3 separate regions of the Mus musculus genome follow, and all the other regions are linked to region 1. A link is a contact called in public targeted proximity ligation data. All regions are on one chromosome and are shown on one strand. The core of a region is the stretch at or near the end of the contact, and the rest is flanking DNA. Distances in the headings are between cores, read along the strand shown.

The links.
Region 2: a contact with region 1 is called in a targeted proximity ligation map of CD8 T cells, with 6 read pairs. A contact is called at or near these places in 2 of 484 Hi-C or Micro-C datasets (the G1E-ER4 cell line and bone marrow-derived macrophages), 1 of 130 datasets of targeted methods (CD8 T cells) and 1 of 9 other capture datasets (embryonic stem cells).
Region 3: a contact with region 1 is called in a targeted proximity ligation map of memory CD8 T cells, with 180 read pairs. A contact is called at or near these places in 12 of 484 Hi-C or Micro-C datasets (the AML12 cell line, B cells, the G1E-ER4 cell line and 6 more) and 4 of 130 datasets of targeted methods (bone marrow-derived dendritic cells, effector CD8 T cells, embryonic stem cells and 1 more).

What each region holds. Positions count from the first base shown.
Region 1 is chr19:14,466,560-14,470,289 of GRCm38.p6, reverse strand. It overlaps Tle4 (transducin-like enhancer of split 4), which reads left to right. Exons shown (of 20, transcript NM_011600.3): 9 at 2,019-2,138; 10 at 3,057-3,110; 11 at 3,589-3,730. Among named protein-coding and RNA genes, the nearest start is that of Gm8630, 32 kb to the right of the region's middle.
Region 2 is chr19:14,667,208-14,670,951 of GRCm38.p6, reverse strand. No RefSeq gene overlaps it. Among named protein-coding and RNA genes, the nearest start is that of Tle4, 71 kb to the right of the region's middle.
Region 3 is chr19:14,693,234-14,697,001 of GRCm38.p6, reverse strand. No RefSeq gene overlaps it. Among named protein-coding and RNA genes, the nearest start is that of Tle4, 97 kb to the right of the region's middle.

The DNA of each region.
Region 1 (3,730 bases), core at 85-2,584:
GCAAAGGAATAAGATGAAGAAAGTGTGGAACTTTTACCCTCCAAGGTGCCCAGCCCATTTTACACACATGACTTCCTGTGGAGTTCATTCAGTGACCTTCTTCAATATATCTAATATGAGTTTTGTTCTTTGAGAATTTTATACAATATGTCTTACTGAATGTATGAGTAGAAACTAGTACATAGAGTTTACAGAGCATTCATCTAAACCCCAGCAAGGGTGGCTAGACTAAGGATGGGTTTAGGATTGGCAGCCTCTTCCTCAGTAGTTCATAACACAACCCCTAACAGCATCCTTTAGAAGTTTAGGCATTTAGGCATTACACTGTGACTCATCCAAAGTAAATGGAACCTATAGAAGCAGAAGTTCTGGCTGTCACATGGCCTATAGTAGTTTAAAGGCACTGACAAAGGTTCTGGATCTGTAAATGTTAATCACCACCAGACTAAGACAAGGAAAAAGGATCAAATGAATTGTTTGTCTGTGAGACAAGTTCTAAATGAGGAGAGCTTTGCTGAATAGTTTTCTGGATTGCTTTTCTGATTTCAGGCCAAAGGATGTTTTTATCATAATTCTTTTTTCTTCCTAGAACTTTTTCCTTGATACTTTAGTTCCAGGTATTCTTTTTACTGCTTTTCAAAATGAGCTGACTCTTAACTAAGCTGCATTGATATTCCCCTTGGAAAACTGTCTCAGTGCCCTTCTAAGGGAAACGCCTACTCTGCACACCTTTATCCCCTCAATAGAGTTGTTCAAGTCTGGACCCGCTCGCTTCCTTTCAAACCGCGTGTTTACTTAAACTTTCCCTTTGGTCAGGATAGATTGGTTGGGCTTTTATTGTTGGTTATGTGGTTGGTTTTGTGTGTGTGTGTGTGTGTGTGTGTGTGTGTGTGTGTGTGTGTGGCGGGGGCGGGGGTGGGTCGGGTAGGGTTTGCATGGAGCTTAGTGAACAACTTGAGGTATTGGTTCTTCCTGCCTTTCACCTTTTTTGAAACAAGGTCTCTTCTTGTCCATGGCTGTGTACACCAAGCTAGCTGGCTTATAGACTTCTGGGATTCTCTGGTCTCGACCGTCTATCTCCCTGTGGAAGGGCTGGGATTATAGGCACATGCTCCTTCCAGATTCAAAAGTGGGGTTTTAGAGATCAGCACTGAGACCCTCATGCGCTACCCACTGAAAATCTCCCCAGGCACTGACAGGTTATCAGGGGTAGTTTCAGTTTTCACATTTCCAACCATAGGTTTAAGCTCTCACACATATGCTGACTTTTGTGACCAGGAACCACCAGGCTTCTAACCTTGTCACCAGTATTAAGTGTGTGCTGAAAGAACAAACATGAAATCTGAGGCATGAACCCTCTTCCTCTGTTCTGGTCACAGTGAGTTGTGGTTTCCAGAATGAGTCAGCTTATAAAGAATATGCAGAAATATACTCGGTGTTTGCAAGGATTTTATTTTTGTTTAAATTCTGAATGTTCTGGACTGTAGATATAGGCTGAGCAAAATATTCTGTAAATATGATCATACAATCTATATATCACATGGCCACCATGTTTGGTTGTTCAAATCTTTAATGGTTAGTTTTCTTTTTATTTTAGTTTTTAATTGAAAAATTATTGATTACCCTTTAAGCTTAACCATATTCAATTTTTCTGTGGCATTTCAAATATATACTTTCTGTCAGCCAGTAACCTTTTTGAAACAAAATAAATAAAGAGAACCATCCTGTCTTTCCCTCTGTGCTTTCTCTTGTGTCTCCTCCATTCTCCAACTCCCTGAAAGCCTTGAACAGGTAACATGCTTGGTGTGCGTGAGACTTGATCTGCCCTCTGGGTTGTACTCATCCTACTGTTCTTCTTCGCGTTGTCTTTCTCCGCTTCTTTCCCTCTATACCTCTCCTCTCCTCTCCTCTTTGTCTCCTCTTAGCTTCCTGGGCATGTACTGCAGAACAAAAGATCTATCTAATTGCTCTCTGAAGTGAATGATCTTTTTCAATCCCGCTTCTATTTCTAATTCCAGAGCTCTTCCGTATCCCCATCAGCCAGTTTCCGGGGTTCTGAGAAACATAGGAACTCTACAGACTATTCCTCAGAGAGCAAAAAGCAGAAAACAGAAGAAAAAGAAATTGCAGCTCGCTATGTAAGTCCATCCATCCACCATTGCTTTGGGAAGGCTGGTTTGTCGTGGTTTTTATCAGTTGGTAATTTTAACCATTATCAGACAATTTTAGAACACACGATAACAGTATCCTTTATACGATTTAAAAAAAAAAAAGAATTACTGTGTTTTTATCTGTGTATCAAAGCTATTGCCATCAATTATCTGAAGACTATGTTTATGTTTATATATATGCAAGACCACAGTGCTTTCTGTAGCAAGTTATCTAAGACCTGGATATACTAAGTTATTATTTCTGTTAGATTAGATAGAAATGTAAGTGGTTAGAGATGTAGAAATGTTAAATCCCAAGATGTTTGGATGGGCTAGAGTACTGAGGAAAGGACTAAATGTTGTGGACGATGTATGTGCATTGATGTCCTCCATGTGAATTGAATCGTGATTTCCTCTGTGGTCTGAGCAGGTCAGAAGAGAAGGGAGCACGCTGGGTAGGAAGTGTGGAGGCAGTGTTTGTTGTTCTGCTCCCTGCCAGCTGGTTCCCTGCAGGACTGCAGGCTTCGCAAGAAGCTCAGACTTTGGATTTTTCCTTTGCAGTTTAACACACAGTGACTTATTCAGATTTTTTTAAAAGCTGCCAGTCCAAACCACACCCCATCACTTGTAGGATGTTTAGGTGGGCGTGAAAGTTTGTATTCTGGGTTCTAGAGTAGCAAGCAGGCCATTGTACTTCAAAAATGGAAAATGGAGTCATTACCTAGCTCATAAATAACATGAACATGAAGAATAAAGAAAGGGGTATTTTGCATAAAGTGTTTGACTCTGTTGGGTACAGTTTTCATCAAACATAAGGACCTCATGTGGGCACATAAATGTAGCTGAAATTGATGGTGCTTCCTTTCCCCCTGGGGATGGAAGTGATGCCTCTCCTCCTCTTTGCAGGACAGTGATGGTGAGAAGAGTGATGACAACTTGGTAGTTGATGTGTCCAATGAGGTATGTTAGTAGCTAGCCCTACTTCTGCTGCTCTGCAGCTATGGCAGAGGCAAGTGTCCAAAGCACTTAGGAGAAACTATTACCAACTTTATACATTGCTGGGTCTTTCAAAATGCTGCTCCTTCCTTTCAGATGTCACTGTCCTTCCCACCACTAGAAATAACAGGTGTCAGTGGTCACCCTACTGATTTTATGTTCCTTACAGGCTCATGGAGTTTTTGATATTTGCTTTTGTTTTGGGATGTCCTCTCAATACCAGATGTTTCCTTCAGTAATTTCAGTTAATGTTAATTGATTAAAGTCCAGTTAATTCCAGACATTTTGTACTACTAAGTGCTTTTAGTTAGAAGTGCCCCCAGTAAAGGACTTGTGCTATGAGTCAGTTGTCAGTCTTCTTATTATTATTTTTAATTTACTCTGTGTATTTCGTCTTCGAAAAGGCGGCGCAGTTGACAGTCTTACTTGTTTGTCATTGTAGGATCCATCTTCCCCCCGAGGAAGCCCAGCACATTCCCCAAGGGAGAATGGCCTGGACAAGACACGACTCCTCAAGAAAGATGCCCCCATCAGCCCCGCTTCTGTTGCATCTTCCAGCAGTACTCCTTCCTCCAAATCCAAAG
Region 2 (3,744 bases), core at 747-3,246, 200 kb before region 1:
CCTGCTCTGGGGCAGCAACCATTGGGTTTGGAGTGACTAAGAAAGAAAGTGCTTAAAGCTGAGCTCTTGGTGGTCTGTTTAACCTTTTGGCTGAGTCCAGTTGCCCTGCTGACACCTAAATGGACTCAAGAGAAGCCAGAAAGCTTTGTGAATATGCAGGACTTTCCTCAGAGGGCCACAATAGGCCTCCATGACTAAAAGAAAATTAGGTTCCTCAGCAGCAAACTGCCCTCTAGGGGAGGGCGGGGCGGGGGGGGGGGGGAGCAGATTCCAGAGGAGAGAAGGGGAGAGAAAGCAATACATTTCAAACTGTTCTTCCTAATTATAATCAAAACTAGAGCCGTAAATGACAGCAGACTTTTAGATTCTGCTTGCTTGCCTGGTAGTCATCTTCCAGCCCATGGTCTCTGTACGTGTTTATTTTTTTTAACTGCCGTGGGATCTTTGGAGCATCTCGGGTGTGCTGGGCCACTCTTGCGTGTTTGTACGGCTCCAGCTTGGTGCAGTGGCTGACCTGACTGGATCGTGCACTGCTTTGATCACTTAAAAATGAAAGCCGTTTTTATTGCAAATTGTACTGGAATGATTTCAAAACTAAACAAACCACAAGGGCTTGTTCTGTTTATTCTTTATTACTCGCACATTTAAAGGAACACAAAGGCTCTCGTTCCCTCACGCCCTCAAAGAAGGATGTTTAGGACATTATTTTGAAACCACCCTCTCTTTTCACATGTCAGGCCAAATCCTGGTGAGGGTGCTTCTGAAATGGGTCAACAGGTTGGCATTCTCCATATGTACAGGACATCTTGAGTGTCTTCACTATGTCCTTGCCTGGGTCTGGGTTACAAATCTGGGAGAATCTGTCTAAAATCTAGCACTGTATGGTCATGTATCATTGGGTACAATAGATAAACTCTGATTTTTCCCTTACACATAAAGTGGTGGTTAAAGCCCTGTCTTGTTTAATGTAGGTTTTAAAGGAAAATAAATAGATGTGATTTTTTTTTTTTTTTTTTTTTTTTTTTTGAGACAGGGTTTCTCTGTATAGTCCTGGCTGTCCTGGAACTTACTTTGTAGACCAGGCTGGCCTCGAACTCAGAAATCCACCTGCCTCTGCCTCCCAAATGCTGGGATTAAAGGCGTGCACCACCACGCCCTGCTCTAGATGTGATTTTTATTTGTAGTGTTATTTTCAACTTCCAAATGAGGAAAATGGACTCAAATACCCATTCAGCTATTCACAGATTAACACAGGTTAGGGTGCAAAGACCAGCCCTGCTCTGGTCTAATGGTTTTGTTGTTGTTGTTGTTGTTGTTGTTGTTGTTGTTGTTTTGGTTTGGTTTGGTTTGGTTTGGTTTGGTTTGGTTTGGTTTGGTTTGGGTTGGGTTGGGTTTGGTTTTGGTTTTTTTTTTGTTTTTGTTTTTGTTTTTGTTTTTGTTTTTTTCTCTTTTCTTCACAGGAAAGAGTTAGAGAAGGGAGAATTTCATTACCTTGAGTCTTTAACACCCCCTTAAAAAGGACCAGCACAGAGTCCTCCTTAGGAAAACATTTTAAAGCTGTCATTTTCTCTATCTTATTTTTTTTTATTAAAATGTCCCTAATTAACTGATACTATGATGACAATGAATTGAAAGGCCATGGCTTTAAAGGCACTATTTGCATAATGAGGTGTCTGTAGCAAGAGTTGCTTCCTTTGGTCTTTTTGATCAACAGTGGTGATAGCCTTATCTCCTCCATGCTATAGTCAATAGGTTATTAAAAGGCACCAAATACCCTAACAGCCTCATACTTTTGATTTTCTGCCATACTTTCCAAGTTAATGAGGAAGAGGGTCAAGGGAATTTATTCCTGTGCTTCAGGAAATCCACAAACAATATTAAAAGAGAAGTTGGTGGCAGATTAAGAAACTTTTAATAACCTTGTGCAAACCTTCCAGACACTCATTACTCAGTACAGGTGACTGAAATATGCAATCTCACAATATGCTATGGGATTTAGTGGCGAGCTAGAGGCTGGGAGTTGGGGGAAGGCAGAGCTAGGGGGAAGGGGTAGACCAAGCAGGTCAGTGAAAGAGTCAGCTCCACTTTCAAAAACATTACTGTATTTTAACTAAAATAATTACATAGAGAGGAATGGAAGAAACCTTGAAGGGCTTGGCATACAGTTTCTTGAAAGCCACTAACCAGAGACCATTGGTGACTCATCAGATGCACATGTGGTTCTTCTCCCTCCCCCCCCCCCCCACCGCAACCTCTCTCTGCGTATTTGCCCTTCCCCCTTTTCTTCTCTTTATCACTTCCTCTCTCTTTGTAAGACATTATTTTTGAAGAACTTTCCTGATTTCTTGACTACTTAGAGTCTAAAGGTTGGACATTTCAAGACATTTCCTGCTTCCTTATTAAACAGGTCTATTTCTCAGCACCAATGATGAATTCGCACACAGATAGGGATTATCGCCGTCACTCGCCATCTAGCCTCAGCTCCTTCTGGGGACTTAAGCCATCCACATAATAGATTAACACAGAGTGCATTAGGAACTAAAACCATTGCAGCTCTGCAGTCCTGTAGGCAAGAGTCCGGGTTCAATCTTTATCAATATGGAAAACAAGAAGGAGAAGGATCACAGCTGACAGAACTAGGTAGCAATTTGTGACTCAAAAACCTAAGCGACTTACCTGAAGTCACTCTAATATTAAGTGAGGTTTAGAATATCTTAACAAACCCTGGTTCCAAGACCTGCAACCTGGAATCAGTTTCTTCTTTATAAAAACCATCATTTTTATCATCTCTGCACCCCCTTTTTTTTTTTACTTAATTTTTTGAAATGGTCAAATATACTAATATTTGTGAATGATTCATAACGTCAACATAACTGTAAGCAAATGTGCTTCTGAGGTTAAAAGAAGGCAATGTATTAGTTCCTGTTCTTTATGCTGTGACAAACACTTGCGAGATAAAACTGAAAACCAGAAAGAATTACTACAGATCATGGTTTCAGGGGTTCTGTCTCTGATCACTTGGCCCCAGGTGCTTAGTTAGTATATCATGGCAGTAGGAGCATGTCGCTGAAGAGAACTGCTCATCTCTGGCAGACAGAAACAGAAAAGGGAGACAGAAAAGGGCCAGGAACAAGATAGCCCAGTGACTAACTGTCTGGGCTCACCTATTATGTTTTCAGATCCTCCCTAAATAACACCACAAGCTTGGGGCCCAGATTTTGACTACCAATCTTTTTTGAGGGTATTTCACATTCAAATCATAACAGCGAGTTATAGTGGTAGAAATCCCATGGTCAAGAACAAAGAGACAATGTCACGCCTACAATATAGTCAAGATCACAGGGGCTATAATGGAGTGTCCTGTGGCAGACCAGAAGTAGAAACTATTTGCTATAAAAGAGAAGAAGAGTAAATATTACAGATTTCGTGGCCCATTTGTTTTATTTCACATGCTCGACTCTGCAATTAGAAGCAGCCTTTAGCAATATGTAAATAAGTGAGTATGGCTGGCGTCCAATAAAACCTTATTTGTGAACACAGACATTTGAATTTCATATCGTTTTCATGTTTATAAAACATTATTTTTCTTGAGGTTTTTATTTTAATCATTTAAAGATGATATGAAAGACAATTTTAAATTGCAGGGCATTCTCAAGCAGATGAGATTTGGCCCACAGGACACAGTTTATAGATCTCTGATATAGAACAAAGGAAGTGATAAAATGGCTGACTTGGGTAAATACT
Region 3 (3,768 bases), core at 207-2,706, 230 kb before region 1:
TACATCCATTGGTAAACTCAAAAATATTTTTATAAAATGTGAGTACTCTGCTTTATGAATTAATTTGGTTGTTTTTAACTAAGCAGTCAATTCAAAGAAAAAATAATTCTACTCAAAATATATTCATGGTCAATTTATTTTACAGGAGAGATCAGGGCCTTATTTTTTTCTTGTATAAATAACACTGAACATAGATTATAAAAATCACAATCTTAACTAGGCATGATGGTGTACATCTTTAATCCAGAACTTTGGAGGCAGAAGCAGGAAGAGCTCTAGGAGTTCAAAACCAACCTGGTCTACATGATGAATTCCAGGACAGCTGTAGCTACAGTGAGACCTTGTCTCAAATAAACAAACAAATAAATAAACAAACAAATAAAATAATAGTCTTACAAAATTTTTCAGTTAAAAAATTTTTACTATATTCACCAAAAGAATTTGATGCAATCTCACCAAATTCTACTGCAGGATGCCCACAAGAACAACGCAGAAAAGAAATTGCCTTCCACATCATCTATCCAAAAAGACAGCACACCAAAAGGAAAGGCACTGGCTGGGGTTTGAGAGATAAAGTGGGAGACTTCTGAAATAGTTCGTCCATGAGATAAACAATAGATTATGCTGAAGAATGAATGAGCGCAAGTTCCAAAGAAATGCCTTGAAATGCAGCCTGCTCAAACCCTTAAGATTTCAAGTCAGGGGCCCTGGCGAGGTGACTGAATAAGCTGGCTGGTCTTCCATGGGACCTGGGTTTGATTCCCAGCACTGACAACGAGGCTTATAATGATCAGTAACTCCAGTTCCAGGGGACCAGTTGTGCTCCTCTTCTGGCCTCTGTAGGCACCACGCCCTCATGTCATGCATAACCATTCATCCAGGCAAAACATTCATATATGTAAAAATAAGAATAATATTTTAAAAGTGTTTGGGTTAGGATGGGATGAAGAAGGACAGTGATCTTAAATTGCAGAACACTGAAAGGACTCAACTGGCCGAAGTTTGTGCAGAGAACCAAAGATTTCCTAATGAAACAGTGAGTTGTAGAAGACTTTTGTCCTGAGACTCAGTGTGCAATTTGACATCTGGCCTGTTGTCTTAAGAGAACCAAAGAGGACAGTGGGCTGATATCAGGAGAATCCAGTATTGGCCTCTTTACTTTGAGGTCTGTCTTTTTCTATTTGTCTGTGCACTACAGATGATGCATAACAACCTGAAAATAGACTACAGAGAAGTGATTTTTGTGTAGGCAAATGCCGTGGTTTGAATAAGATATGCCTATCATAGGCTCACGTGTTGAATGTTTGGCTCCCACCTAATGATACTATCCTATGCAGTTCTAAGACTTTTGAGAGGCGGAGTCAGTGCAGGAAGCGAGTCACGGGGTACGCTTTGGATGTTCTACCTCGTCCCTGGGTGCAGCAAGGATGTGGGTTGATGGGGAGGGTGGATGAATGAAAAGCAGAAGCAAAGGTAGCATGAGGTAGCTAGTCGCTGTCATGTGTTCTTGACGTGTGTTGTACCACAGATCAGAATCAAAGGAGGCAAGGTCTGAGGCTGAAGACTTTGAAGGCATAAACTAATGCAAGTCTTTCACCCTGCCATGTACTTTGTCACGATACTGAAAAAACTTCCACAGACAGGATTGTTGTAACCTCTATCTACTTCTATCTGGGGCCACTGACAACCCATCGAGACCCTCCTAGTGGAGCATATAGCTGTGTCATAGGTCTAATTTTGTCCGTTTTCCCTGATATCAAATGCTCCTGAAAAATAGATTGACTATCTCAATTAATTGCTGGTTTATATGTATGAATTCATTTGTGTGCTGTAAAAGTGAATGATACAGTTTTGAGCTACCAAAGGAACTGAAGCCAAAGATGGCAACAACAGGAAGCCTTTAAGGGAAAAAAAGTTCTATTACTAGTGTCCCTGTATCCTATGCTCTATGTTAAATTTTCTTTTTAAAGCCAACTAACCCTGTGTTGAGCAGAAAGGGTTTGTATCAAAGGAACGGATGAATAAGTGGAAAGCCAAGGTAAATGAAGCCATAACTATAAACCCAGATGTGGAAATGTAGTCCCAGATTCTCTATTTCTTTTTCTTAACAAAAGTAAACCTCCGGGAGGAGAAGCATCTTATAAATTGTATTGTTTAAAAATTGCTGTATTCATTATGAGGAGCTTAATTATGGTCATCATTTACCAAAAGAAAAAAATCAAAGTCTTGTCAGAGAATTCATAATAATGAATGTTTCTCATTAAAAATTAATGAATGAGTGCCTTATATTGAAGGAAGTGTGTGAAATACCCTAATTTTCTTGTTTAAAAGAATTAATATTCATACATATTAGGTCCAAATTACCACCATTTAGGTGGCTACTTAGTGTTACAGATTACAGATCCGTTTATTACCATACAAGCAGACTATATTTGCTAGCATGCCTAGATTGTGCTATGATAAACAAATGTCGAGCTCTCCATGCCTTCTTTTTAGATGTAGAGTCATCCTCAGAGCAGCTCTTCCCCACCAGTGACTCAGCAAACAATGCTCCTTCCACCTAAGGCTTCTACCAGCTCAGCTCATGGGATTACCAGGACACAAGAAAGGCAGAAAACTGTGTATCAGCTTTCAAAAGTTTCAGCCTAAGTTGACACATACATAAGTACTTATAACCCAGGGCCAGATAGTCTGGCTGATGCAGGGAACCAGACGCAAACTGTGACTAATAAGTCATCTACAACAGAAATACTAAAATCAAAGAACAATATTGGGGTTTGGTTTGGTTTGGTTTGGTTTGGTTTGGTTTGGTTTTTGGTTTTTCGAGACAGGGTTTCTCTGTACAGCCCTGACTGTCCTGGAACTCACTTTGTAGACCAGGCTGGCCTCGAACTCAGAAGTCCGCCTGCCTCTGCCTCCCAAGTGCTGGGATTAAAGACGTGTGCCACCACTGCCCGGCAGAACAATATTGTTAAAACACATATTATTTACTTATTGTTGGGTACTACTAGGATTATTTACATAGTGTGTGAAGAGAGGTTGGAATCTTTCAAAATCCAGCCCCAATAATGCCATATTTTGAACTAATATAAAATTTTATCAATCCACAAATTAATAAATTGTCATTGTATCTACATGAGTATAAACAAACTATAAAAAAAATATAGTTTGAGAAGCATTGATCTACCAGTGCCAAAAATGTGTCTCTAGAGAATGCAGAGTTGTTTCCTTCGGTGTGGAATTATACACAGGCAAAGCTCCGCCTATCTTCAGGTAGATTATTAATCCACTAAAGTATGAGGAATGTTCTTTCTTGGCCAAAACTAAAATGGAAAGGAAGACTGTGGCTGAAGATGAAAGACCTTCCCTCCTAGAACCCGGTCTGAGAATGTTTTACTTTCTTCTTCATCTCTAAGCTAACTCTGTAATTAAATGAAGAGCTGAACTAATTAAATGTGTCTTTGACAGCATTACCTGGCATTCAGTGGCTGAGGGCACTGTGGAATAGTTAATCTAAGTGCTGACCATCTCTTATAGGAGGTGACCTCAAGAACATATAATTATAGCAGTAATTTATTTACCTGAAAATGACTGTGTTCACAGGTTGGCGGACAGCATAATTATACAAATGGGCTTTGCATTGGCTGTGATGATTTAGACATTGGGTTGGTTGATCTATATTTAGCCCTGCAATTGACAATTTCTCCTAGGAAAAACTGGGAGGTCCTTCATGTTGATCCATATGGGTGAGTGCCTGATTTCAATAGA